Regions from separate parts of the Mus musculus genome. Here all the other regions are linked to region 7. A link is a contact called in public promoter capture Hi-C data. All regions are on one chromosome and are shown on one strand. The core of a region is the stretch at or near the end of the contact, and the rest is flanking DNA. Distances in the headings are between cores, read along the strand shown.

Evidence for each region. Promoter capture Hi-C pulls out the DNA fragments that hold promoters and counts their contacts.
Region 1: a promoter capture Hi-C map of pre-B cells shows a contact between it and region 7, with 2.7 times the contacts expected there. The contact joins the promoter of Hnrnpa1 here to the promoter of Smim41 in region 7.
Region 2: a promoter capture Hi-C map of pre-B cells shows a contact between it and region 7, with 6 times the contacts expected there. The contact joins the promoter of Sp1 here to the promoter of Smim41 in region 7. A contact is called at or near these places in 3 of 39 promoter capture datasets (the C10 cell line, hippocampal neurons and pre-B cells).
Region 3: a contact with region 7 is called in a promoter capture Hi-C map of hippocampal neurons, with 5 times the contacts expected there. The contact joins the promoter of Prr13 here to the promoter of Smim41 in region 7. A contact is called at or near these places in 3 of 39 promoter capture datasets (cranial neural crest, hippocampal neurons and pre-B cells) and 1 of 9 other capture datasets (adipose tissue).
Region 4: a promoter capture Hi-C map of pre-B cells shows a contact between it and region 7, with 2.4 times the contacts expected there. The contact joins the promoter of Calcoco1 here to the promoter of Smim41 in region 7. A contact is called at or near these places in 2 of 39 promoter capture datasets (erythroid cells and pre-B cells).
Region 5: a contact with region 7 is called in a promoter capture Hi-C map of pre-B cells, with 7 times the contacts expected there. The contact joins the promoter of Atp5g2 here to the promoter of Smim41 in region 7. A contact is called at or near these places in 2 of 39 promoter capture datasets (embryonic stem cells and pre-B cells).
Region 6: a promoter capture Hi-C map of liver shows a contact between it and region 7, with 5 times the contacts expected there. The contact joins the promoter of Fmnl3 here to the promoter of Smim41 in region 7. A contact is called at or near these places in 2 of 39 promoter capture datasets (liver and pre-B cells).

What each region holds. Positions count from the first base shown.
Region 1 is chr15:103,238,469-103,242,004 of GRCm38.p6, reverse strand. It overlaps Hnrnpa1 (heterogeneous nuclear ribonucleoprotein A1), which reads right to left and starts at 1,608. Exons shown (of 11, transcript NM_001039129.4): 1 at 1,477-1,608; 2 at 809-925; 3 at 413-559; 4 at 1-102. The coding sequence starts at 1,491. Cbx5 (chromobox 5) reads left to right here and starts at 2,153. Exons shown (of 5, transcript NM_001076789.2): 1 at 2,153-2,272.
Region 2 is chr15:102,404,163-102,407,917 of GRCm38.p6, reverse strand. It overlaps Sp1 (trans-acting transcription factor 1), which reads right to left and starts at 1,602. Exons shown (of 6, transcript NM_013672.2): 1 at 1,496-1,602; 2 at 1-146. The coding sequence starts at 1,502.
Region 3 is chr15:102,457,874-102,461,486 of GRCm38.p6, reverse strand. Prr13 (proline rich 13) reads right to left here and starts at 2,317. Exons shown (of 4, transcript NM_001170911.1): 1 at 2,232-2,317; 2 at 1,341-1,379; 3 at 768-1,117. The coding sequence starts at 1,359.
Region 4 is chr15:102,720,116-102,723,665 of GRCm38.p6, reverse strand. It overlaps Calcoco1 (calcium binding and coiled coil domain 1), which reads left to right and starts at 1,488. Exons shown (of 15, transcript NM_026192.3): 1 at 1,488-1,619.
Region 5 is chr15:102,669,055-102,672,316 of GRCm38.p6, reverse strand. Atp5g2 (ATP synthase, H+ transporting, mitochondrial F0 complex, subunit C2 (subunit 9)) reads left to right here and starts at 1,270. Exons shown (of 5, transcript NM_026468.2): 1 at 1,270-1,299. It overlaps Mir688 (microRNA 688), which reads left to right and starts at 451; the gene lies at 451-525.
Region 6 is chr15:99,368,656-99,372,429 of GRCm38.p6, reverse strand. Fmnl3 (formin-like 3) reads left to right here and starts at 1,948. Exons shown (of 27, transcript NM_011711.2): 1 at 1,948-2,253. The coding sequence starts at 2,128.
Region 7 is chr15:101,291,959-101,295,548 of GRCm38.p6, reverse strand. Smim41 (small integral membrane protein 41) reads right to left here and starts at 2,324. Exons shown (of 2, transcript NM_001369218.1): 1 at 1,917-2,324. The coding sequence starts at 2,294. The coding sequence ends at 2,025.

The DNA.
Region 1 (3,536 bases), core at 359-2,858, 1.9 Mb before region 7:
CTGCTCAAAATAATCTCGTAGGTGATGTTCTTCAGTGTCTTCTTTAATACCACCAACAAAGATCTTTTTCACAGTTAAGTGGGCACCTGGTCGCTGAGAATCCTAAAAAGGAAAAATGACTTCAGTTATTTAGTAGTAGCAGTTTCTAAATGACTGGGAAGGTGTGGTGGCCCACCCCCCCCTTTTTTTCAGAGACAGGGTTTCTCTATATATCCCTGGCTGTCCTGGAACTCACTCTGTAGACCAGGCTAGCCTCGAACTCAGAAATATACCTGCCTCTGCCTCCGGAGTGCTGGGATTAAAGGCGTGTGCCACCACCTCCAGGCCCTCGCCTTTAATACCACTTGGGGGGGATCTCCCAATTGAGGACTGCCCCAATCATAGTCTCAGGTTAAAGAGAAAAACCACTCACTTCTCTTGAGACAGCTCTCTTAGGTTCCACAACTCTTCCATCCACCTTGTGTGGTCTTGCATTCATGGCAGCATCCACTTCTTCCACAGTGGCATATGTGACAAACCCAAAGCCCCTGGATCTCTTGGTGTTTGGATCTCTCATTACCTGTTTAGAGTTAATTCAATCAATACACTGCCTGATCTCAGAATCAAAAGCCATTCCTAGTCTGATCAAGGCAAACATGAAACTTCAGAGTGGGGGGGTGGAAATGTAAGCTTCTTACAGATCTGAAGAAAGCCCCAGATTTTTTTTTACCATCCCATTAGTTAACTTCACAAAACAATTTAGCTAAGAAGCAGCAGATTAAATCGGAAGAAATAAGCCAGCTCTTCCTTTTGTTTCTTTTAATCTTACCACACAGTCTGTTAGTGTTCCCCATTGCTCAAAATGGCTCCTCAGACTCTCGTCGGTTGTTTCGAAGCTCAGCCCTCCGATGAAGAGCTTCCGCAGCTGTTCTGGCTCCTTGGGAGACTAAAGTGGAGGAGGGAGTGTTTAGCGGAGGGGCTGGAACCTGGGAAAATGAATCAACACCCCGCAACAACACATGCTACACTTTTTTATTGTTCTTTATTACTGCACGAGACCACGTGCTCCTTCCTAGGCTAGGAGGTGCTGCTGGGGATTCACTCGAGTTGCACGCAGCGCATGCGTCCTTACTTTTACTTCATACGCACGCGCAACAAAGGGCACAGGTTAGTCGGGTCCATCCCCATTAAGACTTAATATCTCTTTAACAAGCGATTGTTAGACCAGAATGGGGGAGGGGAAGAAAAGGCCACACTCCCCAGATCATTAGTCTGTGAAGTTTGCCACAAGGAACAGTGCATGGACGTTAATGGCGGTCGGATCGCAGCCTCATGGTGACTATGAGGACAAAATGGCGACCTGCATTTTTTTAAAGTAGGCCTCAGCACTAATCGATAAAACACCGAAACCACGGGTGCGAGCAGCAAAACACGTCACATCCCGCTATATTCAGTAAGTGTGGAAGAAAGAGAAGCTGCAAAGCGCATCCAACTTACCTCGGACTTAGACATGACGGTAGAGTTACGAGAGCCTTCAGCGATGCTTCCTCGGCAGCGTCAAAGAGCAGAAAGGAATACGATAACGAACGTGCCCGCCAGCCTACCTTCTGCTCGCCCTTTTATCCCGCCTCCTCGCTCTCGGTATTGGTAGACTCCGCCCTTACTTGAGTCTTATTGGAGATTTGAAATTATTCCCTCCCACCATTGGCCCGTGAAGACGCCCTGCTAAGAAACGGCATCCGTTTGGGCGTTCTATTCAGACTCCGCCCCTTTGAGTCACTGATGCCCCAAGGGATCTTATCCTTAATCGCATTGATTGGCTAACTAGCCAGTCACTTATATTTGAATGTATTCACGTCTTTTAAATGCCTTTCATAACTTTCCCACACCCGAACATTACAAACTCACTCGTCAAAGGACCGCACGCTACAAAGTAGCTCACCGCGACTTTTCCCAGCCACTCCCTATAAGGCGCATGTGTAATAAAAATGGCGAGTTCACGCCGGCGCACTACGATGTTCCGCCTGCTGCCTGGAACACGTGAAATGGCGGGCGGGAGAGGGTTGTGAACCTAGGCGCCTGCGTAGTGGCGGGACCAGCGTCCAGTTTTGCGCAGGCGTTTTGGGCGGAGAAAAGGTCCAAGCCCAGGATTGGTTGCGCAGGCGCAGGGAAGGATCCGTTTTGGCGGGCGGTTGGCATTGCGCAGAAGGCGGCGGTAGCGGTGGCTTGTGGTGCCGCTTTACCACAGAGGAACCGTGCAGGCCTTAGCGTGAGTGATCACTTTAGATCTTGGGTAAGTGGCAGAGTCTCGTCTACCCGTACGAGATCTTGAACCCGCTCCCATTGCACCGGTTATTGTACGAAATGAATGGACCGCTGAACTGGTGGGGGGGGGGGTGGACGACGACAGTGAAGGGGCCGCGACGGGTCGGGCCAGCCAATAGGACAACTGGGGCGGGATGTTTTATCCTTGCAGGTTCTGTGAAGCTGCCTTGCCGAAGCATTTGACTGGCGAGCCTATAGGCCAATTGGGTTTTCCTATAGCTGCCTACCGATCGGTCCTTGGGCCATCGGAATGTGGGAGGCGGGTTTTTCTCGCCTGAGTTGCGTCTCTCCGAGCCAATGAGCCCCAAGCGCGCGATTGGCCGGCCTTCCCCAAGAGGCAGAGGCTGGACTCCTGTGGGGAGCGCGGGAGTTGGCTGGTTAAATTCTTAGAGCAAGCCAGGAGTCACTAGAAAGACAGGATTCCCCCCTCCCCCCCCCAATAAAGCTTACTCTTGCATTTGTGGGGGCGAGTATTTTAACTTAAAATGACTCCTATAACTAAGGCATTCATTCTGTATATTACCTTAGGGAAAACATATGTTTTCTTGTGGCCCTTGAGTTAATCATTTTTCTTGTAGTTTTTGGTACGTTCCTCCCTTCACTTGAGACTTTGGAGAACGTGCCTTTAGTCTTTGAAAACTTTTAAGAGAAGAATATTGAAATTTTGAATGAGATGACTTAGGTAAAGTACTTGCAATGAAAAGCATCCAAGAAAAATAGACTTAACCACTAGCACCCATTTCCAGGGACACTGTATTTGTATTTCTATCTCTATGAAAGTTTTTGAGAGTTACATGTCAAAAGTCAAAACGTGTTGCTTCTATGGAAACAGTGGGGCCAAGGCCTGTATGTTTGAGGGATAATTGTCATTGATGAAATAATGAAAACCTTAATAAAAATAGACACATTTGGTTTTTTGTTTGTTTGTTTTGTGTCATCATGTACTTGTCACCACCATTCATGTTCCCAATTCTTTTATCTGAATCTCTTCTCCGAAGAACATTTTTCTCCCCTAACATTCAAGATACTCTAAGCTCCTATTTCTGCTGTTCATTTGAGGATGTCTGGTGTGGGGTGAAAAAGCTGATTCATTTAGGAGGTATTTAGGGTGTTGGGGACAGAAGACTCCACCATATCTTGAGTTGTTATTCATTGTTTTGATTCCATATATTTTTGTATTTTCTCTGCAATTTTGTTGGTGTTGATAATACCCACACTTCTCAGAGTATCTA
Region 2 (3,755 bases), core at 353-2,852, 1.1 Mb before region 7:
ACCACTGCTGCTGCTACTGCCTGTGCTGCTGCTTCGAGTCTGAGAAAAGGCGGCACCGCCACCATTGCCGCTACCCCCATTATTGCCACCAACATCTTTTTCAATCTTCACCACAGCTGTCACTTCATCCATGGAGTGATCTTGGTCTAAAAATAATTACAAAAGAAATAAATTAAGTGTATGTGTGTGTGTAGGGGGGGGTGTGTTAAAAACAACATAAGATTTAAAATTAAGGATTTGACCGTCAGCAATGACTGACAGAACAGTTTTTAAAAAGATCTTAGCCAGATAGGTCTAAATATGGTGGTAAGCCTAAAATCCCAGAATTTGGAAGTGGAGGCAAAAGTTCAAAGAAATCCTCAGCTACATAGTAAATTGGGATGCCAAAGCCATAGACACATAGCTTAATGGTGCCCAAGACAGGCCACTATTTTCCTATGCACAAATTAACCCCAGAAATGACTCAAAAATTGCTTTGGAAGCTAGGCATGGTGACTCACACCTATAATCCCAAGACTTGGAAGGATGAGCCAGGTGGTTCACCAGTTCTAGGTCTTCCAGGCCTACAGAGTAAGAACTGATCCCAATACAAATAGCCCTTTTGAGAAAGGGAATTTGGAATTTCAGTGTCTCAGAAATAAAGAGTTGCTCCTTAGGGTTGATAGCACTCTTAATCCCAGCACTCAAGAGGAAGAGGCACCTAGACAGCTAAAAGTCTGAGGGCTGCAATAGTAACTTCGAGTTACTACGAATACCACATAGAACCTATCTCAAAAAAGAAAAAAAAAAAAAATGCATCCTGGAAGGAAAAGGAGACCCAACATGTGGGTGGATGGAAAGTGTGCTAAAATTAGGACTATAAGAGATGAAGAAAGATCTAGTGTAAACAATAACAGGAAGGGACTGAGAAAGAGTAAATCCTAAGAGAAGGTGAGGAAACATCTGAGAGGACAGGTAAGGGTCTAGGGATTAGAACCCAGGTTTGGGGCTGAGGAGGCGGTCCAAAGAAGGAAGGGGCGGTTTCGGGGATAGAGGCGTGGCAAGGGCGGGTCGGATGGGGGAAGGGAAATTTACGGGGGTGCGGGGGAGGGCCCGGGGCAGGCTGCGACCGGAGGGCGGGCGGACCGGGGAGGCGGTTGGCCCAGGCGGGGCCTGCACTGGTCGGGCCGCCCCCGCGGCGCCAGCCCCCGACGGGAGGAGCCTCAGGCGGCCGGCCGGGTAGTGGGGGGTAAGGCCCGTCCCTCGTGGCCGGGGCGGGCAGGGGGCGGGCGAGGCCACGCTGCCCCCTCCCCCGGGGCGGGTAGCCCATCCCCCTCCTCCTCCGAGGCCCCGCCACTGCCCCTTCTCCCTCCCTTCCCTCCGCCCCGGGCGGGACCAAGGCCGCCGCCGCCGCCTCCCGCCCGCCCCCCCTCACAGCGGGGACCGCCCGGTCGGTCCTCGCGCGCGCCCCCTCACTCCCCTCCCACCCCTAGGCTCGGAGTGGACTCATCCTTACCGCTCATGGTGGCAGCTGAGGGGCGAGCTCAAGGGGGTCCTGTACGGGGGGGTTGGGGGGGGCCGGGAAAAACGCGGACGCTGACGAGGCAAGCGAACCCGGACCGGACAGGGAGGGGGGGGTAAGGAGGAGGGAGCAGCGCACCACAAGCCCGGCCTAATCCCCGCCCCTTATCTACTGCCCCGCCCAATGAGGGAGGGTGAAAGGAGGGCCTTGCAGAGGAAAGGCGGGCTGCCTACCCAATGGTAGGACTCGCTCTCTCGCTGAGGCGTGTAAGAGCAAGTTGCGTACTTGGTTTCCGCCCAGAAAGGCCGCCCTCTCAGTTTTAGCAACCAATTAGAAACTCAGGAAGTGGTGGTGGGCGGGATGAGATGACGATGGACTTGCAGAGAAACCAGTCAACCTCCAGGCGGGCTCCGTGAGCGGTAGGGATAGGAAGAGCTTAAGTAAGAAAGACAGGACAACGACCAACCAGAATCCTGGGCATGCCTGGGCAAAGTCCGTGTAGGGGGAAGAGTAAGAAATAGGCCGGAATGGGATAGGAGCAAGCTTCCTAAACCAATCAGAATTCAGGCGGGCAGTTAAGAAAGTTCTGATTGGACGATAACTGAAAAGAGCCGGAACAGGACGCGTATTGACGTGAACGAACAGCCAATTACGCGCCGAGGAGAAGGTGGAGGCTGGAACTTGGAATGGGGAGAGGAGAACAGGCTTCCTCCTCCGATACTCAAGCCAATGAGGCAGCGAAGGCAGCATGGCACCGCCTCTAGCTTTGGCCAATGGTCGTTACAGGGCCGCCCATCCTGAGGAGGGAACCGGGCTGTGCCAAAAGGAGTTGGTCGCCATGTTGGCCCTCCTCGGGAGGCTTCCTTCCCTCGTTAGGGTGTGCGCTTGAGTGGAGCCCTCCACAAGTGTCAGAGTCGAGACGCGTGAGGGCGAGAGTGTCGCGTCGCCCGAGACTGTTCGGGTTGTCCCTTCCCCGCTCCTACACAGCACCCCTCGAATGTCACCCCTGCCGGGATGGGCGGGCGGCTCCCCCTGGCCGTGGGTGGAAGCCCTGCGGCGGCGGGCGGGACGACAGCTTGGTGACGGCACGCGAAAACCCAAGTCGACTGAGCTGACCAATATGGAAGTCTTTCGGGAAGATGTAGCAAGCGCCATTTTCTTAAGCTGCCCCAGACCTGCTAAACCAACTCAGCTTTCAGAGTAACGCACGCTGGGGAACTTCGTGAAGCCAAGCTCTCATAAACTACTTCCATTTTCCCTCTTAGTAGAAAGCACGCTAACCTAGTTACTTCCTTTTGCAATCACAAAGGTTAAAGATTTTGCCTTAGGCACCTCAATCTCTGGCCTCCATTTCGCCTTCTTTCTCCTCATTTAAACTTTGTCACTGACTGGTGTCACCACGTTTAGTACTTGGAACTAATACAGTTAATCACTTAATGTGTCCTACTTTACGGGCTGGATGCTCCTGTAAAAAAAGGGAAACACTTTAAAGATAGGAACCGAGGCTCTCTGCTCCTTTGGAGATGGCCTTGGAAATGTGAAGTGACAGCTGAGATACCTGGTTGTCCCAGTTAAATAGGCATTTAGCACTGATTATGACAAACTCAATGTAAGGCATGGTAGTACACACTTTTAGGACCCAACTCTGGAGGCAGAGGCAGGAGGATCTCTTCTAAGTTTGATGCCAACCTGATCTACATACTGAGTTTCAGGACAGCTAGGGCTGTGCAGACCAACAATGTTTCAAAACAACAACGAAAATTAAGACGTTAAGAAAAATATTCACCCGGGCAATGGAAAGCAGAGGCAGGCAGATTGGATTTCTGAGTTCGAGGCCAGCCTGGTCTACAAAGTGAGCGCCAGGACAGCCAGGGCTACACAGAGAAACCCTGTCTCGAAAAACCAAAAAAAAAAAAAAAGAAAGAAAGAAAGAAAGAAAGATATTCAGCATCAGAAATATTAAGTGGAGAAAAATTAATTTGAGAAGTAACATGCCCAAGATTACAAAGCTAATAAATAATAAGTTTTGTCCTAAAAAGTCCTATATAGCCTCATATGGTGACAATTCCTGTAATTCTGTACTTGGGAGGCTGAAGCAATCAGGTTTCGGAAACATGGAGGAAAACCTGAACTACCAAAATAAAGTCCTCTATGAAATCTTTTTTTTTTTTTCTTTCCCTTTTTCTTTTTTTTTGGGGGGGGGTGAGGGGGGGTGAGGGTGTGGCCAGGGTAAACAGTATTTCTCTGTGTAGCC
Region 3 (3,613 bases), core at 1,068-3,567, 1.2 Mb before region 7:
ACTCTCCCTGGTTAGTGTCTCATTTCCTTCCCTACTCCCCACATGTCTACCTAAGACCCAGACTCAGGAACTAGAGCCCAGATCCACGGAGCAAACAAACACGGGCATAAAGTCTATTCGAAGCCTCAAGTTTCAGACTGAGGTCTTCCTGAGTCCTCAGGGGAACTCCCCCCCTCACTAATGGGTTCCTGTGGAAGGACTGTACTGGTCTTGTGAAGGAAAATCCCCTTTCACCCCAGGCTTTGCTGGAGGCTGAGTCACAGAAGGCTCGTCCAGGGAATTAACTCAGTACCAGGGAATACTGAAGGAGATAAAGAAAATCCAGGAACTAAGGGCCATATGACCACTCAGTAAACTATTATGCTTTGTCACTGTGCTTTGTCACTCTTTTGACATTTAGACAACCTCAGTGGGTGTGTCCAATTTACCAAAGGATACACCCGGGGTGGGTGAGGGAAGTTACTGGGAAAGAGTTAGGTAAAGAAGGTCGAGGGCTTTTGGCACAGAAATCCTCCCCGCACCCCTTCACTTTTCCTTGGCAGATGGGAGTGATCTGATGCCTCAATATTACTAAACTCCTTTCAGGAGGATCCCCTTACTTAAAGGAAAAACCATCTACATCTGCTAAAGCGACAAGGTTGCGGGCTACCGCTCCCACACACCATCGCCTGTGCCCACAAACCGTGAAAGTCCTTCCCCAACTCCTGATCACCCCTGGTCCCTCTGAACGGAGCTCCTTCCCCAGCCAGGCTCCAGATGACACTGACCTTCCCGTGCTTGTGATGCTTGTGCGACTTCTTATGAGCTTTCTTCATTTTCTTCCGAGTCTTCTTGTCTATCACGATTCCGGGACCCACCATGCCAGGAGCCGGAGGATTCACGGGGCACATGCCAGGAGCAGGTGGTGGGTATGGGGGAGGGTAGGGACCTGAGGGTTGGTATCCTGGACACCCTGGTTGTGGTACAGGATAAGGGGGACGACACGGAGGGAAAGCTGGGTTTCCCTGGGGAATTCCGGGAGGACAGGGGCCAGGGGGAAAGGCAGGATTGAGAGGTGGTGGACAGGCAGGATTGGAACCTCCTGGGCACACAACTTGGGGTGGATATGGATTCGGTCCTGGAAGAAGAATCCGAGAATAAAGATTAGAACTGTCCGGAACCTCTATCAACACATAATACAAATCACTACCGTTCTTAAGCCTTATGGAAAGGCAGAACTTGGTAACTAGCAGTGGTCCGGTGGCTTTGCTTTTGCTTGGGGCTGCGGGGATAGATAGAAACTTCCTGTTTCATTGCAAAATGGGCTGGGGCAGGTCAGAGGAGAGCCCCCAGGAACTTACCAGCATTAGGATTCCACATGTCGAGATGTTAGCTCAAGCCTAGGAAGTAAACCAGGCAAAGTCTGAAGGTTCCAGGAAGGGAGGAGGATTTTCGAGAACCCGAGCCCCACCCTACAGCCTCCACCCTACCAAGACTCTCACAGATAAACCTCCACTTAAAAATGGGCTGCACTCTGGAAACAGAGGCAGGTGGATCTCTGAGTTCCAGACCAGCCTGGTCGAAAAAGAGTTACAGGACAGCTAGAGCTACCCTGTGTCAAACCCAAAACAAAAGGAAATGAAAAAAAGTTCCCTGCTGGGCGTGGGGGTGCACACCTTTAATACCAGCACTTGGGAGGCAGAGGCAGGCGAATGAGGCCAGCCTGGTCTACAAAGTAAGTTCCAGGACAGCTGGAGCTATACAGAGAAACCCTGTCTCGAAATAACAAAAACAAACAAACAAACAAAAACAAAACAAAAAAAAAAGTTCCCTTTTTCTTTCCCGCATCCTCATAGCCTACTCTAGCCCAGGATTTAAATCACAGGAACTCTCTTCCCAGGGCCCCTCCCACTTTCACTATCTCACCTGGATGGAGAAGTCTCATTTCCCTCTCCCTGGAAAGGGACCGGAGGCCTTTAAGCATCCGTAGTGTGAGATGGGACCTAAACTCCCTGCTCGCCCCGGGGGCACCCCTGAAGTGAAGCTAAAATAAACAAATAAATAAAAATAAATAAATAAACAAACAAATAATCCCATCCTGAATATCAAGAAAGACACTCCAGGTCCCAAAACTCTTAGAACACACACACAACCCCCAAAGAGCAAATGGAGTTCTTAGTTCTCAGGAATAAATGGATCCCTGGCCCAGCTAAGAGGAGAGATGGAATTTGGGAGGCCAGATGCCCTGTCACCTTCCCAGATCGCCAGCCCGCTCCTGTCCTCCTTCTCAGTCTGGGTTCGCACTTCCTGGTCACTCCTATTCATTCTATACTTCCGCACCGCCCCTGTGACCTAGTTAATAATTATGTGATCACTTTGACACGATGATTGGAGAACTGACTTGTCAATCGCTGTGGTCCAACTAAACAAGGAGGAAACCGTTGCGCTGGCCGCCAGGCGGAGCCTTAGGGAGAAAACATTGCGTTGTGAAATACATACAGGTGAAATACGGAGACGCAGCGGAAATGCTCCTTAGGGCGGGACCGAGGCGGGGTCAGCTCCAAGCAAGGACCTGAGCCAACGAGATAAACTCTCACTGTTTTTTTTTGTTGTTGTTTTGCTTAAATTTTAAGATTTTTTTTTTTAATGTGTATGAGTGTTTTGCCTCAGTGTATGTGCACCAAGTGCCTGCTTGATGGGTAGACTTGTCTGTAACCTAGCATTTTGGAAATGGAGGAAGAGAATCAGAATTTAAAGACAATATTAGCTTCTTAGGGAACCCTACATAAAACCTCAGAGAGAGCTCTGTCATGATGGCACAACACCTTTAGTCCCTGAACTCAGGAGGCAGAGGCAGGTGAATCTCTGAGTTTGAAACCAGCATGGTCTGCATAGTGAGTTCCAAGACAGCCAGAGCCACACAGACCAGCCCTGTCTCTGACTCGGAAAATAACAACAAAAACAAACAAACAAAAAAAGGCCTCAGAGAACAAAAGGAGGAAGTTCTGCTGAGTCCCAGCCCTGGGCTTCAATGTTGCCAGCTGCTAGAACCACAGCCTGTGGTTCTTTTTTTGTAGAAAGATAAGAGACAGGGTTTCAATGTGTTCAGCAGATGGTGCAGTTATAGTTTCATGTCATTGTTCTGGGTAACTAAGTGAATTCATTTTTGGTTTTGATGTTTTTGAGACAATCTACCAGTATGACTTGGGTTGACTTTGGATGAAAAGCAGTCATCCCATATCTCTCTCTCTCTCTCTCTCTCTCTCTCTCTCTCTCTCTCTCGGGTGCTAGAAAAACAAAAGCAAGCCACAACTCTCAGAATTTTTTTTTTTTGGTTTTTCGAGACAGAGTTTCTCTGTATAGCCCTGGCTGTCCTGGAACTCACTTTGTAGACCAGGCTGGCCTCGAACTCAGAAATCCACCTGCCTCTGCCTCCCGAGTGCTAGGGTTAAAGGTGTGGGCCACCAAGCCCAGCTAACCCCAGCACTTTGCAGATAGGGCTTACAGGATCCTGAGTTCAAGGTCACCCTTGGCAACACAGAGAGTTTTAGGTCATCCTGCGCTACATGAGACCCTGTTCATAGATAAAATGATGAATAAATCAAGGACTTTCCCACAAGCCACACAAGGCCTG
Region 4 (3,550 bases), core at 239-2,738, 1.4 Mb before region 7:
CAGACAAAATAAACATTTGAGACTTGAGTCTTTGGACAGGCTTCACTCGTAGCTAACCCAGGACCTTGAACTATCTCCCCATCCAGCAGCTTGTGCCCTAACTCATAAATCCTGACTAATGACACAGACATGTCATCTTAATGTTTGTGCAGCCCAGTGACTTAATGCTTGGAGATCTTCAAATGAAAGGCACCCAAGGACAGCATCAAATACCCTATTCAATCTTAAAAGGAAAAAAAAAAAAAAAACTACCAAAAAAAAAAAAAAAGTAAAAGAAGAGGCGCCGCCAGAACCTACTGCCACAGATAATTAGAATGGACCCAACCAGGAGAGGACAGCTGTCTTTCCGGCATAACTATTTATTTGTGAGACAGGGTCTCCTGTGTAGCCTGAGTCAGAATCGAAATCTCCAGGATCTCCCTGCCTCTGCCTCTTCAATTGCTAGGGTTATAGGTGTGTAGCATTACATCTCACTTAATCCTTTAATATTGAGAAAGGGGGGGGGGGTTGAACTCTTCCAGGGTTGGAGGCCACCCACAACGATGAGGACGGTTCAAGTCCTTAAGTGACTGCGGTGTGGGAACAGTGTGACTCTTTCGCCTATCAAAACAAAACAAAACAAACAAACAAACAAAAAACAACCCTATAGCAACAATTGTATTGTTGCTCTAATTAATTTAAGCCAGTTAAAAGGCTTGGGCAAACAAGCCTCTCTAAGTAGCTTGTTGTGAGCTGTGGCAGTCCTGCCAAGCTCTCTCTTCAACCGCATGCTTTTCATTCCACAGCCTAGCCACCATTTCAAGCTATGTCCCCTAATCCTAGCCCCAGAAGCCACTCCAGGGGGAGCACGTGCAGGTGTGGTATGTGTGTGTGTGTGTGTGTGTGTGTGTGTGTGTGTGTGTGTGTGTTATCGGACCCCTTGGCATGGAAATCTTCTCAAGCTGGAACCAAACAGTAAGCTTTGAGACTTTTACAAGCTCTGTCAACCCTGAAGTCAGAACAAGCTAAAAATAAATAACCACTACCACCCCTGTGAGTTTCCCCACCCACAACATGGTGGCTGTAGCTCGTAGCTTGGGAGAGGCCTGGCAGAGTTCTACAGTTTCATAGCCCTGACCCTAGAGGATTCCTTAGACAAGTTTTTTCTTTTGTAAGTAGATATAACACTACAGCCTATCTTGTAAAAGCGAACAAGAAGGCTGTGCTGGAAGCGTTCCGCCCCACCGAAAAGAGCTGTGCAGAACGCGTTAAAGCCGTCAACTCTCCCACTAAGCATGCTACGAACCAGCAGCCTCCACTAGATCAGCCTGCCCTTTCTTAAGGAATCATGGGCCGTGAAGTCCTTTGGAAGACACACCCTCCTGAACTGCCTCGGGAGTAAGAACTACATCTCCCGGGATGCCACGCTGAGTCCATCACCGCCCCGCCCTCTTCCCCGCCCCTCGCGCGCAGCCTCCTGGGACATGTAGTTCCACAGGTAGAAAAGTAGACAGTGTCGAGTCATAGAAGAACCACAAGCCCCAGAAGCTCTCGCGTCACTCTTCCCCTCCCCTCCTATAGTCGGAGTGCTGTTTTTGTTGTTGGTGAAAGGTGAGGGGAACAGCTGATCCGTCCGTGGGGTAAGAAACTTGGCCTAACTGAGGGTGGGCTTACGCGGGGGTGGTCAGCCCGCTTCTCAGCCTGCGAAAGGCTAATCCGAGAGAACTGTAGAAGAGGACGGTAGGAGCGTTTAGGTTTTAATACTTTACGCACTAAGGAAGCCTCCCCCACGTTTCGGTTTTGTTGGTTTCAAGGGGGGCCTTGAGGAGTAGCCCGCATTGTCCTCACTTTCTTGCGGGGCCTCCTCAGTAAAGCTCGATCCGATTATGGAAGCTTGAAGGGACTGAAATATTTGCTTAATCTTTTCCAGGCAAGTCTTTGCCCTCACAGACCTTCTCTCTCTTACCCAAATCCAAAGATCCAAAGGCCTTTACTACGCTGAATCCCTGAGGGGAAAACTTCCAACTTGTGGAACGCCAAAACGCTGAGAGCCCTACAGTGGAGAGGGGACACACACACACACGCACACACAGAGAGGGAGAGAGAGAGAGAATGCATTTGAACATCAGCATCTGACCACATACACTTTCAGTTCTGAAGAATATCTGCAGCTGTTACAGATTGTCTTTGTGGGAAAGGAGGGGTTTGGGGTTCTCAACGGGTAGAACTTTAGAGACAGATCTCACTCTAACCTAAGAAGACTTATATTGAAGAAAACACGGAGTAGCTGTAATGAGAGATTTTTCATAGATGAAAAAAAAAAAGCCGACAAAGAAACTGTTTCCTATTGCATTGCTGGCCCACCTTTCCTTCTCCATGGAGTGTTTAATTTCTTTTAAAGTTCCTCCCCCACTGTCTCAGCCTGGTGTGGGTTTGTGATGTTTGGGGGTGTGCATATGACTAGTGGTGATGTCTGATTGGACACATCAGCTGCACCTGACACAGGAAGCAGATGTGTGGGCTAGAGAAAAGGGCTGCCTCCCCGCTCTGGACTGAGGTGTATTTTTTTTTTAAGTTAATATACAGTGAGTTTCATTTCAAACATGTACACCATCCATACTTTGTTCTTATTCATCTCTGAGTACTACTCTGTTTTAACTTTTTTTTTTTTACTTCTGTGTGTGTGTGTCTGTCTGTCTGTGTCTGTGTGAAGATAGGTGTACAGAAGTCTGAGCACAGCTTGGGGATATCAGTTCTCTTCTCCCAACCTTGAGTTGGTGGCAAGCACCTCTACCCACCCAACTATTCTACCCCCTGAACTCTTGATTGTTGTTGTTGCTATTATTATTATTATTATCTATTTTCCAATTAGTTCTCCCTAGCTAACTCCATTTTATCTGCTTATCTCCTGCCATTAACCCAAACATATGTCAAGATTTGGACTCTTAGAATTGAGGCTAAGAGGAGCCAACAAGAAAATGGGTATAGGGTACTGGAGCTGGGCTAACACCCAAACAAATCATTAGCTTTCTAGCTCTGCTCCCGTCAAGATGGGGGTGGGGGGGGGGAGAATGTTTCTCGTTGATCTCTGCCTTTTCTCAACGCCGAATGTATATTTCCCCTTCTCAGGGCCCCTGACTTACCCTATTTCTAACCTGTTTCCCTGCCTAAGGGCGGGGCTTTCCTGGCTCCAGGCCCCCACATTCCATCTCTGCACACCACCACCTTCCTACTGAATATTTCACTCCACCCTTGAACTGCCACCTCCAGAAGTTTTGATTTCCTGGAATAGAAGTTGAAGGACAGAACCTGTCTTTCCTATTATCCTCCCCTTCTCTAGCCTTGGAGGAAAGCCAAAGCTCGCCTTCTTCTGCTTCCCTAGAGTTGATCGAGATAGGCAACTCACGGATCGGTGCCCCCAAGAGCAGGTGCTCCAAGAGCAGAGGACCCAGGATTAGGTTGTTGATCCCCCAAACCGTAGTCCCCTCTGAAGACCCATCATCGTGATTGGTAAAGAAGGTTGAACAAGCTTAGGCATATGTAAGCAAGACCTGCTTAAACTGAGAGAGGC
Region 5 (3,262 bases), core at 21-2,520, 1.4 Mb before region 7:
CGGCGGTTTTTATCGCCGGCCGGGGTGTGCCTGGCTGCGGCTCGCCTCTCCTCCGGGACCGTAAAGCTGCTGCCGTGATTTATCCTCCCCTTCTCCCAAATCCGATTAAATGGAGGAGCTTGGGGCCGGGGCGCCGCGGGGCCGGGGGCCGGGAGGGGGTGGCGGGAAGGACGGGGCCAAGGAGGGGAGGACAAACGGCCCCTCAGAGGGTGGCGGATTTGCCTTTATTTACAGCCGCGGCTTTCTTTTTATTTTTTTATGGGGGTTTGGTGAGCTCTTCCCGTCTTTCTCGCGCTGCGTCCAAGCACCCTAACCGGACAGCCGGGCTAAGGGGCTGGGTCAGCCTTGCAGCCGTCTGCTAGGCTCGTGCGTTCCTGCGTGTACACAAAGGCCTGCTCCAGGACTAGCGCAGGAAAGCCCCCGCCCACCGCCACTGGGGGAGGGACGGGCGAAAGGGCAGTGAAGAAAAGTAGGGGCTTGCTTGGGGAGAGCACCTCGCAGGCGACTACTTATTCCAGCTCGCCCCCCAGCAAGTCCGACAGGAGGTAAACTGGTCGCCTGGGGTGACTTCGCACCCCTACTGCAGGCCACAGGTGCGGTTATCCCTAATTGATCCCAGGACTCACAAAAGGGAGAATCAGGCCTTGTTTACCCCCCCAGTCTTATGACTCGAAGATGCTGGGTTTTTTTCATGCTTTGCTCATCAACGAGATAGGGAAAACAAAAATAAAAATAAGTTAAAGCAGAAACTGCCATGGCATTTTGCTAATAGCATTGGGCCAGTTCCCATCTCCCACCCAACGTTGCCAGTGTCCTGAGGGTGACAAGAAGCCAAGAGTTCTGTGATTTTATTTTCCCCTGCTACATTTTAGGCACTGAACCCCAATCCCTACTGTATGCTATAAACAATTTCCGAGTAGACTGGGTAGGGTGTTTTTTGGTTTTTTTTTTTTTCCTTAACTTTGCGCATGCTCGGAAAGGGGACTCGAGTCCAAGACTCCAAAAATGCTGTGCAGTCCACAGTTCCACCACGTTGCAGATCAGCAAGAGTTGGCGGCTCTTCCGTGCACGGTGGGCTCCTTTTGCAGTTTCTCCTGTTGGACGCCAGGTGGAGTGCTTGTCCCCCAAGACACCACCAACCTGGCAGAGGGAGCTGTGGCGTCCCGGCCGATCCTCTAGCTTGTGTCCACTCTATCCATGGAGAAAAGCGACTCGTTGGCTCCGGCCGCGCATGCGCAGAGCCTTCCCTCGCGCTTCCCGCGCCCCCGCCCCTCTCTGTCTTCTCTGCCCTGGGAGCAGGTAAGGCCTTGAGGCCTCGCGTCCTCTTCGTGCCGCGCAGGCGCGCGCAGCAGTACCCCTTGCGAGGACGCGTGGCCGCCCTGACCTTGCTAGCTCCCACGCGGGTCCCTGAGCCCTCGCGGTCCCGGCATCCCCACGCGGAGGGCTACCCCTTCCTCGTGCCGATGACCTCTAACCGCGCGGGCCTGGCGCCATCTTGGGTGTCTCACGGGGGTTGGGGGCTCTGCGGCCGGCGAAAGGCAGATGCTGGCGAGCGTGTTCTCTCCGGGCGCGAACCAAGGCTTTTATGGGTGCTCTTCGCTCACCCACACGCCTTTCACCATTGTCATGACCCCAGACTCTCCCCTCCTACCTTTGCCTCCCCTTGTCATCCTGAATCAAAATAGCCTTTATTTTTTATTTTTTTGAAGCTTGCAGACTTTGAACCTCAGGACCTCTGGCGCAGTCAAGCTAGTTCACCGTCCAAAGCCATCATCTCCCTAGTCAGCATCCTTCAGTTTGAAATAAACTGAACGTGGTAGAGAGTAACAGAACAGGCTAACCGGCCTGTGCACAGGTGGCAGGAGTGAGGCCTGAGCGAGGCCTGTTCCCTTAGAAACTGGTTGCCTCTAATGAAGGCCCTGACATACTAATGAAGTTAGAAATAAAATCTTAAATGGTGGAAATGGAGGTTTCTGTTAGGCAGCAAGCCCAGAAGATGGGAGCAATACGAGCTTTAGAATTTATACCTGCCAGCTAGTGGGAAGGTTTAAGGAACGGAATGGTTAAGTGGGGAATTCTCATTGTGGAGGGTTTCATTGCTCTGGTGTGGGCTTGCCCATATTAAGTGACCACTGGAAGGGCTCGCCGAATGATACGCTTGGGTTTATTACACACCAGCAACAGATTATACTATTCCATATGTTTGTAAACTATTAAATTTAATTCCCCTACTTTTTTTTTTTTTTAAGAATTGTTTACTGAGTTCTCTGCAAGCAAGCAGTGGGTTGGGCAGTAATTAGAGTATTGCCAGAACTACATTTTATAAGTTACCATGTTAAAACTTGTTTTTGGAAAAACGTCTTCCATTTTATTTTGGCTTCTTGACTCTAACCCACGTTTACCTCAAATTTATGATCCTTCTGCATCAGCCTCCCCAGTGCTAGGATCACTTGCACATACCACCATGCCTAACTTCAGACCTCCCTTTATTCACGTGTATGGTGACATGTATGCATGCATGCTGAGAGGTTAATGTGGGGGGCATTTCCACTCCACCCTCACCTTTCGAGACAGGATGTCTTACTGACCTGAAGCTCATCGACTCTGATTGCAAGCCAGTCAGCTTCAGGCCACCTGCTTCCATAGGTACCCAGCGCACGGGGTGTGGCAGGCACCATCATCTAAGCCATCAACCCAGCTTAAGCCTCTATTGCAAAAGTTTTAAAGAAGTACTGGGTTTCGACTCAATTAAACCTGAGTAGGTGGGCATCAAATCTGGGTTTAGGTTGCATAAAGACAAAAGGGAGGAGTTTGTTACAGGGTCGCACTGTGTAGCCAAGAATTCACAGAGCTCTGTCTGCCTCTCTGCCTTCTGAGTGCTGGGATGATAGATGTGTTCCACCGAATCCAGCAAAAAGTAAAGTTTTAGATAGAGCCAGCCTGAAGACAAACATTGGTCTAAAAGTAAAATTCAGGATTTACAAGTAGCATATCTGCCTTGGACAGGTTGCGTCCAGTGTACTTAAGGGAGTAGTGTTTAACAGGCCTATACTTTGAGCATCTTAGTTTATGGGCTATTCAAACTTCAGAGAGAAAAAGCAGGGGACGTAGCTTGGTGGTAGGACACGTTACCTAGATTGCACTAAGGTCCTAGGTTCTACCTCCAGTGTGGCCTCCCTCTGAGTGAAATTACAGAGTTACAGTCCTTTCTCTCTCACTGACAACCTGTTAGTGTTGTTGAGGCCATACCATTGTATACCTT
Region 6 (3,774 bases), core at 699-3,198, 1.9 Mb after region 7:
TATATGTTTGGCTGATTTGTCAATATTAGAAGAGGTACCACACAGGGATGAAGAAGGCACGCTTCCCGTCAAATTTCTATTTATGCTCCATGTTACTTGAGTATTCATGATAAACAAGTGTGCTCTTTTTGCTCACATATGTATCTTCAATGCTCAGAAAAGCATCTGACATATAATAATCTTTTCAAAAAAGCGTTTGTTGAATGAATGACTAAAACATTTGGGTGACAACTTGAGCGGTTGGATCTGGTTTCCAGTCATCTGGAGTCTGTGTTACCCTCGCAGCTGTTCTCCATGTACTAGCTTCATTCTCAGGCAGGTTGGGCTTGACGTGATGGCAAGGTAAGCAAGAATAGCTGTAGGTTTATGGGTTAACAATTCTCAAGCTCCAGGAACAGAGAGCCTCTTTCCTGACTCTTCCTTTACAGCCTTGACTAGTCCTACAGTCTCTAACATTGGGCAGTCTTGGGCCAAGTCCTGCTCCTTGATAGGAGCAAAGTCCAGCTGCACTTCAGCCAAAAACAGAATCTAGTGGTTCTCTAAAAGAGAACTTCTCTATCACCAGAAGAAGAGGGATAAAGGCTGACAGAAATGACAGAAGCCCATCACCTTGTTAGTAATGACAAGCCAGAGCAGAGTTGTTCTCCTATTTTCATACCAGTTGATAAGGTCTTATTCTAAATGCCTCTTTCACCTGTCTCTGTCTGTCAGGAAGAAGCCTTTCCCCTCCCTGGATGTCTGTGTCAAATATATCTCCCTCCCGAGTCTCTTTTGGATGGAATCCCATCCTTCCTAAAGCCAAGTCCAGGGAAGGGCATGCATGACCTCTCCAGAAAGCAGGCATTGCCACAGTGTGGCGTGCAGCAGAGTCTAGTGGTGAGCCAGCAGTCTTCGGTTCCATCAGAGCTGGAGGGCTGTGAGCAGCGGAAGGACCTAACAGATCGCTTTCTACCAAATCCAAGGCATTTACTTCCACAGTCTAACCTCTGTTCTCTGATATGCTGTTTGTATGGTTTACTGTTTGCATTGTACAGGAACTTGAGACCTGGAGAAGTCTGTGTAAGGCTCCAGAAAAAGAGATACCATCCTTGGATAATAAAATCCTCTGTGAGCCAGGCCGAAATGGACATTAGGTCACAGCAATCACCTTTTTAAAAACGTGCATTTTCTAGGTGTTTTTCCTACGTATCACACGTGTGAAGGTGTCGCGGATCCTTTGGAAATGGGAGTTACAGACAGTTGTGAGCAGCTCTGTAGTTGCTTGGAATGGAACTCAGGTCCTCCAGAGGGACAGCCATTGCTCTTAACAGCAGAGCCATCTCCAGCCCTCACAGGAATAATTTCAATCATTCTTTTTTTTTTTTTTTTTTTTTTTTGGTTTTTCGAGACAGGGTTTCTCTGTATAGTCCTGGCTGTCCTGGAACTCACTTTGTAGACCAGGCTGGCCTCGAACTCAGAAATCCACCTGCCTCTGCCTCCCAAGTGCTGGGATTAAAGGCGTGCGCCACCACGCCCGGCTAATTTCAATCATTCTTTCAAGCGCAAATTTCTCCCTCCAGTCGACAAAAGCTCAGAAGGTGGTGGTGTGACTTCTCCGGGGTTATATACATGGCTCTCACGATAAGTTGCTTTTTTTCTGAGACAGTCTTGCTATGTAGCTCAGGCTGGTCTCCAATCAAGCAGTCCTTCAGCCGCAGCCTCTCCAGTGCTGGAATGAACAGACCTGAGTCACAGATGGTGGTCTCCCTAGTGTTCCCAGTTAACTTTGCAGTCCGCGCTCTGTGGCTACATCCTCCAACAAACACAGCGATTGGATGCCCACCAAGGGCCACCAGGGCGCGCTCGCAGCCAGGCGCGAGGCCGCCGAGGGCGGGAGGCTCTGTGATTGGGAGGCGCGGCTGTCAGTTAGGCGCGGGCGGGGCGGTGGGCGGTGGGCGTGGCCTGCATGAATAAGGCGCGCTTCAGCGCGTCGAGCGCTTCGCCGCCGCCCGCCGGACTGCGAGGCGCCCCCTGAGGGGCGGAGGAATCGGGCCTGGGGAGCGGGCGCTGAGGGAGGAGCCAGGTCGGAGCGGCTGAGGGCCCTGGCGAGGAGGTGGAGGGCTGAGGCCCGGAGGAGGCCCCGCCGCGATGGGCAACCTGGAGAGCACCGACGGTGGCCCGGGCGAGCCGCCCTCCGTCCCGCTGCTGCTGCCGCCCGGCAAGACGCCGATGCCCGAGCCGTGCGAGCTGGAAGAGAGATTCGCCCTAGTGCTGGTGAGACCGGCGCTGCTGCCTTCCCGCCGCCCCCACAGCCCCCGCCGGGTCCCGCCCACCCCCGCAGCCCCGTCAACGCCTGGCCCGGCCGGCAGCTCGGAGCGGCCCGTCGGGGGTCGGGGAGGAGGGGTCCCCAAGCCCGGGACCTGCCCGAGGTCCAGACTCCTCCCTCCCCACTTCCCTCAGACTTCCCGGTCCGCTGCCGGAATTCCATTCCCGGGACCTCGCTGGTGGGACGGTTTCGGAAGCTGTTGGGTCCCCAGCCAAAATCAGGCATTTTTCCTCCTTCATGAGAGCGGGTCTCGCGTTCAGACCAGATGTTTCGGGGAGGAAAAGGGGGGATTGGAGAAGGGGCTGGCTGCCCATGGGGGTGGGGGGTGGGATAAGAAGCGATGCCATTCTACTTATTTCAGGACCGCCTGCAGGCATCCTGCTAAGTTATAGTGGATTTGCCTAGGCTGAACATGTGGATAAGCCATTTGACTAGACAGTTTTTTCCCCCCAATTGAAACAATACACAAACCATCCCGCCTGGTTTTTTATCCTCCCTCGTTTCATGTTAAACTTTGGTGACTGGTTCGTGTACCGTTGCTTGTGGTTCTTTGTAGTCCTTCTGTGGTTTCAAAAGGGATGGTTTCTAAAGACGAACTGATTCTCCTTTGCCCTGGGGCTTGGACGTTGATGTGAGTGACTCTGAATAGAGAGGTTAGTAGCAGGTATCACTGAGAGGAAGCTGGACCATGTTCAACATGAAGCTTTAAAAAAAAAATGAACATAACGCTAACAGATAAATCTGAAAAACTTGGGGAAATAGCTTTCACTTCTTCCCCCAAAGAGCTATTAGGAGATAGTAATAATTCTGGTGTATTGTTGGTACGGTCTGAAGGACTGACTTTGCCCGTGAGGAGGGATAAGTTGTAGACTTAGCAGCCTTATTGGATTTCATCTGCCTTGGAAGAGGGAGATTAGATCTGTTGGCAGCAGTGGAGCTGTCTAGAGATCCTGGCCTCTGCAATGTGGGGAGCCTCACATCATCATCTCAATGGCACCAACTTGGACTCAGAGAGAGTCCAGGATGTTCCACAGAGGTGTGTCAGGGGAAGCAAGAAAGGATGGCCCCTGGCAGGCGCTTAATATCAGGGCACACCCGGAGGGGATCAATTATGACCTTCAGCTGCCCCAAGGAAGAAGGAGGAAAAAAAAAAAATCAGTATGCTTGCACACCTGTGATGTATCTGCACCACCTCCATAGAGTCCCTGGTTTAAGGCACAGGGCTGGGTTAGGACTCCTGGAATCAATGTTCTGTGTAAATCACCTCAAGCTCTCCAAGCTCTGCCTAGGTCTTTGTGGATCAGATCATGTGTCTGTACCAGAAAGCCAGGAGTCTGTGGTCTTGACTCAGCGGTGATACAACTTTCCCAGTCAGAGTGTTTTCCGGAGGAGTGTAGGGGGTGGGGCTCTGTAAATACAGTGGGGTTTGGAAAACCTTCATCTGACAGGAGCAGGCATATCCTGTGACC
Region 7 (3,590 bases), core at 1,075-3,574:
GAACACCACATAGCCATTGAGCCCAAGGGACATCAAAGGCAGGAAGTTTGATGAAGAAACTGTTGCCTCCCCCTCTCTCAGCTCTTAGTCCTGTGTGAGCAGACAAGATGATGCTGGAGACGCAGCCTTTCCTGCCACCACACATCTCCAAAGCCACAGGGACTTGGGTTTGGATCCTCCCCATCTGTGTCTACTCCAGCAATCCTCTGGGCCCCTCCCCAGTTCCTCAGGATCACGCCTGGAAAGCCGGGCCCAGCTGGTGGGGAGCTGCTAGCTGCTGCCTGGCATCTGGAGACTGTTCTAGAAGCAAACGCTGTCTGACATGGTCATTGAGGAAGCAGGGACAAGAGTGGACAGTGACCGTGAGCCTTAGGGTTGCGGTCCCTGACTCAGCCTGTGCCTGGATCGGTTCTCTGATGGGGATAGGAGGCCATGTTTTCTACCAGAACCTCAGACTGCCGGGAAAGCAGAAGGAAGAGTGAACCCAGGAGACCGAGCTTGGGCTCGAGAGCCTACAGTTCGGCTCCCGATCTGCTGCGCTCCGAAGTGTGTCACCTGTTTGTCTCTTTGAGCTTCACCTTTTCTCAAAGTTTCTCTCGGCATACCTGATTGTCAGTGAGGGGGTTCAAGGGAATCTAGATGCCCTCCGCCCCACTGAGGAGAGATGGGGGAAGGCACAGGGTGGGAGACTGCAGAATGTGGGGAGGAGCCGGTGCCCAAGACCAGAAAGTGAAGGAGGACAGTTCCCTGGGCCCTGCCCACCCCCCTCCATACCAGCACACACACACACACTCACACACACTCACTCACACTCACACACACATACACACACTGCCCTGCCCTGGCAGTGCACTCCCCGGCTGTGGAGGAGACATCTCAGATGTGAACTCTGTCACTCTTGAGGCTAACATGGCACGGCTGCCCAGAATTGGTGCCAAACCCTTAGGTGCTAAGCAAGGATCACACATCGTCAGCTTCACAGCAGATTACCTCCACCTACCCACACCCTCAGCCCCTCACCAGGCCATCATCACGGGCATCCTGCACCACCGTATTCCTGGCGGTAACTTGAAAGTAGGAGCCTTGAGAGTCGCCAAGAGACGGCCACTCACAGACGTCCCCAGTAGCCCCTACACACAGCTGAATATCAATGGGATGGTAAAGGCACCCCCCACCCCCATTTCATGGTTCAGCCTGAGGTGGCCTTGGACTGGAGTTACTTTGTCCTTTGGGCCACCCAGACCCTTCTCTCCAGATGGTTCCTGTCCTTAGAGAGCTAGAGGCGGGAGACCCAGACGCAGCCCCCACAGCTGGGAGTACTCAGCCTTCTCCTTCCTCCGCATATGCTCCTGCACGAAACCTTGCTGTCCCCACCCCCAACACAGCACACAAAGCTTCTGGCTGAGCTACACGTGAGCGGGGAGCCAGGAGAGGAGTCTTTGGCACATCTCTCTGTCCCCACTGTTCACCCAACCAGGGGTACCTCTAATGGGAGTGAAGAATCTCTCTCCTCTACCTTCACCTCCGGTGGGCCCCAGCCTGCCCACTCCCTCCCTGGACAGAAGCTTTGGGAAGGAGACAGCAGCAAGCTGAGAGCTCAGGCTGGGTTGTATTAGCCTCTAGAACAGAGGGTCCTGCTGAGTCCAGCAGACCACAAGTTAACCTGGGCAGATGCAGAACACGGGGAAACATAGGTACACAAAGAGCTCCCATTCACAGAACTCTCCGGCCTCCCTCCTTTAGCATAAGGGACACGAAGGCTGTCTGTGCCTCAGAGGCACAGGGACCTCCAGCTCTACCCTGGCCTTGAGCAGCTGTCTGTACCCAGTGATGTCCACCTAATGAGAACAGAGACCATCACTGTGCCCACCCCACGCAGCCCCAACCCCAGACTCCCTGTGTCTCAAGGCTCTCACCTGTGCGGGAAATAAGAGCTTGTGGGTTGGACCTTCCGCTGTGCCTCACAGAAATGAACTCTGGATGGCGTGGCACAGAACAGGCTGAATCTCAAGAGCAGCTGACACCTAGGAGTCGTCATCCCCTCCACAGGCACCAGGCTCAGCCTCGGGGGTTGAATGCCTTTCTCGGGCCAGCAGGGCTATCAGGCCCTGAGCGCGGAGGAGGAGTCCACCACCCAGGAACAGGATCCCACAGAGCACCAAAAGTGACAGGACGCCCAGCACGACTGCCTGCACCATGCGTGGCCCCTCTGGGGGTCCGAGTGGCAGCCCGGACTGGTTGCAGCAGCTCAGCCAGGCAGCCTTGGCTGCAGCTCCCACCTGTGAGCCGTTCATGCTCCCACCAGCTGCCCAGATGTGCACACTACCCTTGAGAGTTGAGGCTGTGTCAGAAGTCTCTAAGGGGCGGGCCTCCCAGGGCCCTACCGCCCACTCTACCCAAGTGCGTGCAGAGCAGCGCTCAGGCCCCTCCTAGACAGACTCCTCCAGAGTGGCCTCGAGGTCCTTCTCTGACAGGCTGGATCCTTAGGCCCAGCCTATCTGTTCTCCAAACCTATGTCCATCATTCAAAATTGCCAGGTAAGCCTAAAAGGCCCGTTTCCACGACTTTCCTCCATAGAAAAAGGCCAAGATTCTGCATCCTCGGGGCTTTCAGAGCATCTACGATTCTTGTTTGTTTGTTTTCGAGACAGGGTTTCTCAGTGTAGCCCTGGCGGTCCTGGAACTCACTCTGTAGACCAGGCTGGTCTCGAACTCAGAAATCCACCTGCCTCTGCCTCGCCTCTGCCCCTCTGCCCCTCTGCCCCTCTGCCCCTCTGCCCCTGCGCCTCTGCCTCTGCCTCCCAAGTGTTGGGATTAAAGGTGGTCATCATGACTGCCCAGCTGTGTCTACAATTCTTAGACCCCATCCCAAGTGCTGACCACTCTGAGCAAAGCACGGGACAGACAGCTTTCTGTTCCTGAAACAATTCTCACACACAGGACAGTCCGAATGGTGGAAAGTCTTCCTTCAGGGCAGACAGGCAGAACACAGTACTCCAGACCCCAGGGCAGAGAGAATGGCTAGAAGTACCCAGATAGCAAGGCCTACCTCCATTCCTTCTCTCCTGTCTTCTTGTCCAAGAAGTCCTCTTTACCGAGAACACAGCAGATCTAGAGAGCAAGGAGGGGTGTAGGGACTGATGTAATTATGAACTGAAACAATTTAGGAAGGGAGCAGAGATCTGGCCCACGGTCCTACCTCATGGGAATCATAATTCTGCAGAGGGTGAACACATCACTGTCTTGGTGTCTACACAGCCACTGCCAGCTGGGTACCTGTCACACAGCCAGGGGTCAAGTCCAGTGCAATCTGCAGGCAGAGAAGCCTGCCCGGGTCTGCTGCAAGATCCTTTAGCAAATTTCAAGTTCCCATTTCAAACATAAAGCCACTCTGGAGAGACTTGGGATACAGCCCAGTTGGTAGAATGCCTGCCTAGCAACTTGTCCAACAGGAAGCTTCAGGTTTTAAATCCCAGCCCAACATAAAACAGGTCAGAATAGCACGGAATCCCAAGGTCAGACTATAGCATGAGTTTGAGGCCAGCTAGGACTACCTAGAAACTTCGGACTCAAGTAGATCACAGAGCCAGC